Linked DNA regions of Cricetulus griseus: region 1 is linked to region 2. The links are chromatin contacts, called in public Hi-C maps. All regions are on one chromosome and are shown on one strand. Each heading gives the region's core, a stretch centred on a gene start, on an enhancer-like site or on the middle of the called end of the contact. The rest is flanking DNA. Distances are from core to core; before and after follow the strand shown.

Region 1 (3,570 bases), core at 55-2,554, 100 kb before region 2:
ACCCCATGTTAGCTCGGGTCTTTGACCCACCCACCATGGTGGATGGCTAGCAAAGACCGTTCGAAGCTGCTGCGTACAGATCTTTATAGGGCAGCGTAAGGGGAGTGTCTAGGGGTACACACAGGTTCACGATTGGTGTGCCTCCAGCCTTGGAGGGTTTGCCCTGTGTTGATTGGTCAACTGGTTGTTATGGCCCATAGGCCCTCCTATGCTCTCTGCGTCATTGCTGTGCGCTTGTCTGTAAAGCACACCCAGAGCCATAAAGCATAGCGCCACCAGCTAACTTCTGATTGGTTCCTTGTCACGAGGCAGGCATCTGACTTTCTAGTGACTAACTTCTGATGGGTTCCTTGTCACGAGACAGGCATCTGACTTTCTAGTGACTAACTAACTTCTGATTGGTTCCTTGTCACAAGGCAGGCATCTGACCTCTAAGTGACCAAGGCAAGTTTATGGCAAGCACATGTTCGGCTGTTATGGCTGCCGAATGGGGAGCTGGTCCCTTCACTCTCTATGCAGGAGGCCCTGGATTAGTTCTCCAACACTAACATTTAATAAAGAAAAACAGGAGTGTTTAAAGAGAGATGGTCAGTGGTGGCTCCCACTGCAGGGGATGTGCAGAAAGGTAAGTGACTCTGCCTCAAGGTGTTCTGATGGCTGGTAGTGACCCGAGGAATGAGTGGGAAGTAAACAAATAAGATTAGCAAATGCACACATTCTTTCTAGCAGTTTCTTTGAAGGAAGAAAAGGAATATGCTAGTTTGAGGAGATGGTTGTGTTGGCATAGAATGATCTCCACTCACACCATACCATCCCCTGAGGAGAGCAGTGTGTGCTTGCACAGGAAGAGAGCTCAGCACAGTGATGGGTAAGGGATAAAGGAACAGAGGTCAGGGCACTTCCTTCTGACCAGACAAGAGGCAGACAGAACTGCTTTGGTAATCACACACATTGAGAATTCCATGGAACAGTTGGATTAAAGCCTCCATGTAGACCTCCGGGCTTAGAGTTCCAAACAAAATGTCTGTGAAAAGTTGTTAAGACACTGTGGAAGAAATCCTAAATTGGGTTTCTCTGAAATAGGATCCTGGCCCCAAACTGAAATTGCAGCAGTCCTTGTGGGTGCAAGCATTCCTGGTTGTCTTCTGAGTTGAAATCCAGACCATTTTCTGTGTTTCTTCAGGCCAAATGATTTCCCTGCCCTGAGGTGCTTTGTAAATGAGGAGCCTTAAATGGCAGCCCAGACCATGACTCATCTCAAGCAGCATGGGAGAATGTGGAGGCCACAGGGATCCAAGTTTGCATATCTATGAGTGTAGACTACCTCATGGCAGGAAATCATCCTCTGAGGAGCAGTGTCCTCGGACACCCTCCCACTCCCTCCAAGCTTTTGTGAAGTCACAGCAGGGAAGGAAATCGACTTCACTCTGAGCATCTGCTGGTACCCGGCTCTGCTCTGTGTAGGTGGTTTCTGTAGACATTATATTGCTCAGTCTTGGTAATGTTCCATAGCTGCAGGACCAGAGCCTCTGCCCTGGGTAGGAGAATTGAATCTTGCTGTGTTGCTGAGAGCTCCAGATGCTCCAATGTAAAGTCCAGGCAAACCAGGCTTATCTAGCCCATACTATGGTGAGTGTTGGAGTGTACATCTCCTCACATGTGTTACCAACCCAATGGCAGGTGAGAGTTCGTATTATAATCTGCTCAATTCCCCCTTTTTCCTAAATTGTACTTCATACAAGGATTAGTGGTCATTGCCTAATTATATCAAAATATGCAAATGACCTCTGCTAATTTAAAAGGAATGGTGAGAGGATATACTGAGACTTTCCCCCAATCTCCTGTGCTGTTCTCCTTCAAACAAACATCACCAATTCCCAATCTTCATCCTAGGATGAGAATGTCCCACATGGCTTAGATATTTGACTACTTGGTACCCAGTTTGATGACATGTTTGGGAAGGTTTAGCAGGGTGCAGGCTTGATGGAGGAAATATATCACTGGAGAAGGGTTTTAAAGGTAAAAACCTTACCTTCCAGTTCACCAAGAACAAGGACCACACACTTTTTAAGCTCATACTATAGTGTGAAGGGCTGGATCTGGCTGGAAAGACAGCTCAATAGTTAAGAGCCCTTAGTGTTCTTCCAGAAGACCAGACTTAGATTCCTCGTACCCAGATAGGATGGCTCACAACTACCTGTAACTCTAGGTCCAAGGCATCTGGTACGAAATTCTTCTGGCTCCCTGAGCCCCTGAATAGACAGGCACATCCTCACACATAGACATATACACCCAGACACTATTTTTATTTAATCTTTAAGAAATATTGAATTATGGTGAGAACTAACAATAGCTCTTCTGCCTGGGGAGAATGCAGGCTTTTCTGGGGTGAGTGAAATTACCTGTGAAGTGTGTTTAATCAACGAGGTGAGTGGGCATCATACATTTGCACTATTTGTAAAAGTGATGCAGTTTAGTCAGCTTCCAACACATACCTGACATTCAAAGCCTATTTCTCAAGCAGAGGCCTGGAAAGCATTTCCCCCTCTAACAGACACACAGCATTGCCTGATTCCCTGGAATAATTCTTAGTGAAGAAGTCATGGGGAGACAAGAGTTGATAGAAACTTATCCTATGTTTAATCCAGAGGTGAGCAAATGCCCATGCCCGATATGCCTAAGGCATTAGAGTCAGCACTGAGATGCCGGAGTGAACAAGACAGAGTGGTTCACAGCACTGACAGTAATGACAGCACTAACTTTGTGAGTGGTACCAGGACAGACTCTGCCCAGTTATTACTGTAGAGCCTCAGAAGTCAGAGATGGGATCTTCCTTTGGATGCTCACACTTCACACAAGAGTTAAAGTGTGCCTTAACCAAAAAGACACATTTAAGTTTCATCCATACCCAGGTATCATTTCTGCACAATTCTGCCAGTAAGTTGACTAATATTCCTAGAAAAAAATGTATTTTTACCAGAAATTATATTGGACGAGGTTAGAAGCTGTAGAATCCACTGGATCACTATGCACTGCTTTTTAATTGACTTTGAGATGTTTTAATTGGCTTTTGCTGTTTGTAATTTCTTTGCAGAATAATTGTTAAACTTTTCTGGCTCTCAGATGGTTAATCGAAAGATAAAATGAAGAAATGACTCAACTCATTATGAAAAAAAAAATAAATTCTAGCCTGGAGTCTACTGATTTTGTACATCCTCTAGCTATGGCTTCACTTTCTAAACCATATGTGGTAGAATTTGGGTAAGATCATTTAGTTGGTAGTAGCGTAGCAATGTTACTTTTCTTGGTTTTGAAAATTATCCTATAGTTATATACATACCAAAATTAAAGAGACTTGAAGAAAGCATGTAAGGGATGTGGTATTCACGGCAAGATATTTCTGTACTCGTTTTTTGCAAGTTTTCAAAAAAATTAAAATTAGTTCAGAGTAAGAAGTAAATAAATATATGTACATAGATACAAGTTGGCTTGATATTTAAGTTTTTATGACTTCATCAATACTCTGAGAAGTATGTTCTACAAACTCTTCATTCCCAATCAATCATAGGC
Region 2 (3,710 bases), core at 138-2,637:
ATAGCAGGCATGTGCCACCATACCCGATTTGGAGTAAACAAATTGAAAATTTAGTAAATATGTAATTTTACTGTAAGCAACATAACTTTTTTTTTTTTTTTTAAATATGAAGCCGTTAACTGCCAACTAGACCGTTCATTTATTCCTTAACAAGTTTGAGGAGACCTAGTTTTTGAGAAGCCACTAGGCATTAGGGAACATTAATCCTTAGGAGGTGTGGTGCCTAAGGAGATTAGGAAAACCTTTTTGAAGAAAAAAAAAAAATACAACGTTGTAACGCCTGAGTGGCCGTCAGCGACTTGGTTACAACTTCTGGGAATGCGAAGTAGTTAGTTTATTGAGAACCCAACATGACCCTTCCAATGCCTGCGTCCTTTCTTAGATAACTTTTAGCAGTCAGAGAGGTTGGCTTCAATGTTTGGATGTAGTGCTGGCTTATCTGGATCTTAAACTGGGTGGAGCGCTGGGCAGGTAAGGTAGAAGCTAGGTAGCTTCAGGATGGTCACGTGTTTACATTTCAGGTGTGGGAATAGATCCGGTCCAGGCCCCACCCTCTGCAACCTCTCCCCCCTCCATCCCCCACCCCGGAGGGTAGCCAGACAGCTTGCACAGTCCCCGCCCCGGGCTTTGATAATCCAACCCTCTCCCAGGGCAGAGGTCAATCACGGTTTAGGTTCTGCATTGCTTCCCGCTTACGCCCCCCTTCCCCGGCTCTGGCTCTGTCCTGGTCCTCTCTGCACCCCTGTCAGCAGGTCAACCCCCCAAACCAAAGCGTCACTCCCCTCACCTTTCTGATGGGGACCTCCTCCCTCTAAACCTAGGAGAAAGGATCTGAGCTCTCGGTTGCAGCCCGCGAGTACCCGCTCCTAAAAAGTTAGGGATACCGTCTCGCACATTGCAACTACTACCGGCTCGGGGCGGGGGGCCACCGGGCAAGCAGTGCGTCCAACTTTGTTACAGCGAGTCTGGCGCGTCCTGAGCGTCCCGAGGGGCGCGCATGGCGGGAGCGCGCGGGGCCCGCCGGGAGCGCGCGGCCTCCGGGATGGCGGCTGCGCAGTGGCGCGCGGGCCGGGAACGGGAGGCAGGGCGGGCGGACGGAGCGGCGGGCGAAGCCATGTTGGAGCTGCACCCGGAGCGAGGGGCTGCGGGCGCGCTCCTCTCCTGGTGGGTGTGACCCGGCTCCGCGCGGCGGCGGGGGGCGGGGACGCCGGGCGGCTCGTCGTGGGTCGGCGGCCGCCGCGGCGTGCAGCCGGGCGATTGTGACCGGCGGCGGAGCCGGGCGGCCGCGGGCGCTCCCTCCGTGCGGCCCCCCTGAGCGCCCCCCCTCCCCGGGCCGGGAGGGAGGCGGGGGGCACCCGGGGCCCGCCATGAACCCCGGCTTCGACCTGTCCCGCCGGAACCCTCAGGAGGACTTCGAGCTGATCCAGCGCATCGGCAGCGGCACCTACGGCGACGTCTACAAGGTGAGGGCAGGGGCCGCCGAGCCCGGGCCTGCGCCGCCGGCACGGAACAAAGGGGCAGGCGTGGGACCGCAGCCCTCGGCGGGCTTCCTCACCGGAGCCCTGCCCGGGACGCGTTCTCTGACCCCGGCCTCCCCGGCGCGCAGTCCCAGGAAGGGACTGGAGCCGGGGCGCTCCCGGGAGTGCAGAGCCGGGCTGGGCGCTTGTTGCCTGGCCAGGGTCTGTGTGACGAACCAGGCTGCCTGGGGCTTGGCGTTTGTCAACCCTGCGTGTCGTGCCTCTCCTGGACCTGGGATCCTCGGCCGGTGGCTGGGAGCTGCTGCTCGCCCGGGCCTGCTGGTTCTCGTCTAACGCTACTACCCTGAGCAGCCTCCATCAACAGCCTTAGCCTTTAGCCTCTTAACATCTATCTGTGCCTTAGCCTTTAACCTCTTAACATCTGCCTGTCGGTTCCTTGTAATTTTCCAAGTAGTCACTTTGTTTTGTAGAAAGAGATCTGGTTTTGGAAGCAAGGAAGCAACTTTTTCTTTTTCCTCCCAAAAGAATTGGACAGCGGTGTTTGTTTTTGTCGGTGGCACGCAGGAATCAGATTTTCCTTTTTCTTTTTCGTGAATCAGGTCCGGAGGGTACTGGTTTGACAAGGTTAGAATTCAAAATCCATTAGCAGTACAGCGTTTCTGTTGCAAAGGGACCACTTCGAAATGTGGGAGGATAAATCACTCTTCCCAGGCCAGCTCAACTCCTGGCCTCTCGGAGTCTGCCAAGAAAGGAGGCGGATGGTGCCAAATGTGGCAGCAGTCTTGATTTAGTTGCGTATCTACTTACTGGTAGCTGAAGTTGGATTCTTGTTGTACGGAACACCTGAGGATGCAGAGAGAAACTTAGTTATTAAACTTAAGTTTATTTTGCTCATGCTAAAGCAATGGTTTTTTGTTCTTGCTTCAATGGAATGCATGAGGTAAGTTAGCCAATACAGTGCTGCGGGTCCTTTGTGAGTGATGTGCTTGTCTGCCTCACGTATCACAGCACTTTCCTCTATAGACAAAGGTGTATTGAAAATAACAAAGGTATACATCACTTATCAGGCATATGTTGGTGAACTTGGGTTGTGGCAACTAAAGATGGGAATGGACCCAGATTCATTTGGAGTCTAGTTTTTTTTTTTTTTTTTTGGACAAGAGCAACATTAAACTGCAATAGCAGTTTCAGTCATTTTATGACAGTTGTATTTTGTGCTTCAGAGAGGAAGGTGAGGGTTGCTAGCATGGAACAGGATGACATGATTTGTTGTGCTCCAGTCTCTCACCGAGATCTGGAAGATGACAAGACATTGCTCAGGGCAGTGGTAAGAGGGGAATGATACCACATAGAGGGAGCACCATTCAAAAGTCAGAGAAACCAGTATGAATCTGAGAAAACTGTAGCCTGAGCAGTCATGGAGAGGATGTTTATGGATATACTGGTTCCTATAGACCTTTTAGCTATTGGACTTATGGGAGTGAAATTAGATATGGGTTTTTCTTTCTTTCTTCCTCTCTTTATCTTGTTTTTTTTTTTTTTTTTTTTTGAGAGAGGTAGGGGTGTGTGTGTGTGTGTGTGTGTGTGTGTGAGTGTGAGTGTGAGTGAGTGAGTAAGTGAGTGAGTGATAGCTCTGGTTGTCCTGAAACTTGAGTTATAGACCAGGCTGGCTTCGAACCCGTAGAGATCCACCTGCCTCTGCCTCCTGAGTGCTGGATTAAAGACCAGGCACCATCATGCCTTCTTTCTTTCTTAAAAGATGTGTGTGCACTGCAGGTGCCCATGGAGGCCAGAAGAGGGCATCAGATCTCTTGGAGCTGAAGTTAGAGGCAATTGTGAGCTATCTGAGATGGGTGTTGGGAACCAAATTAGAGTCCTGGAAGGGCTACAGGTGCTCTTAACTGCTGAGCTGTCATTTCTTTCTTTTCATTTTTCCTTTAGCATTCATTCCATGCAGGGGATCTTGCGGTGCATCCCAGGCTGGCCTGGAGCTCATAATCCTCCAGCTTTGCCCCTGAATGGTAGAGGTGTAGACATTCATGACTGCCCAGTTTAGATCTGGACTTGGGCTGAGGCTCAGGCTTGCTTGAGTTAGGTCTGCAGAACCACCAGCTCCACAGAGTTGTCCCCTGGCCTCCCCAGGTGTTACATGACATGTGCAACTCTGTCTCTGAATCTCTTTCTAAAATAAATAGTTGGATTTTAAAAAGTATTCCCTATCATGATGTGTGG

Evidence for each region. A called contact is a pair of places that touch in the nucleus more often than the background predicts.
Region 1: a Hi-C map of fibroblasts shows a contact between it and region 2, with 2.6 times the contacts expected there. The contact joins the enhancer-like site here to the promoter of LOC118238917 in region 2. A contact is called at or near these places in 2 of 8 Hi-C or Micro-C datasets (the CHO-K1 cell line and fibroblasts).

Annotation. Positions count from the first base shown.
Region 1 is chr5:82,758,670-82,762,239 of CriGri-PICRH-1.0, reverse strand. No RefSeq gene overlaps it. Among named protein-coding and RNA genes, the nearest start is that of Map4k3, 100 kb to the right of the region's middle. Within about 2 kb of position 1,304, at least 2 of the 6 cell types and tissues checked have open chromatin away from gene starts, as enhancers often do. A contact at or near this core is called in fibroblasts, where this site is marked.
Region 2 is chr5:82,656,940-82,660,649 of CriGri-PICRH-1.0, reverse strand. LOC118238917 (basic proline-rich protein-like) reads right to left here and starts at 1,387. Exons shown (of 2, transcript XM_035445722.1): 1 at 788-1,387. The coding sequence starts at 1,369. The coding sequence ends at 905. Map4k3 (mitogen-activated protein kinase kinase kinase kinase 3) reads left to right here and starts at 1,336. Exons shown (of 34, transcript XM_027417890.2): 1 at 1,336-1,463. The coding sequence starts at 1,368.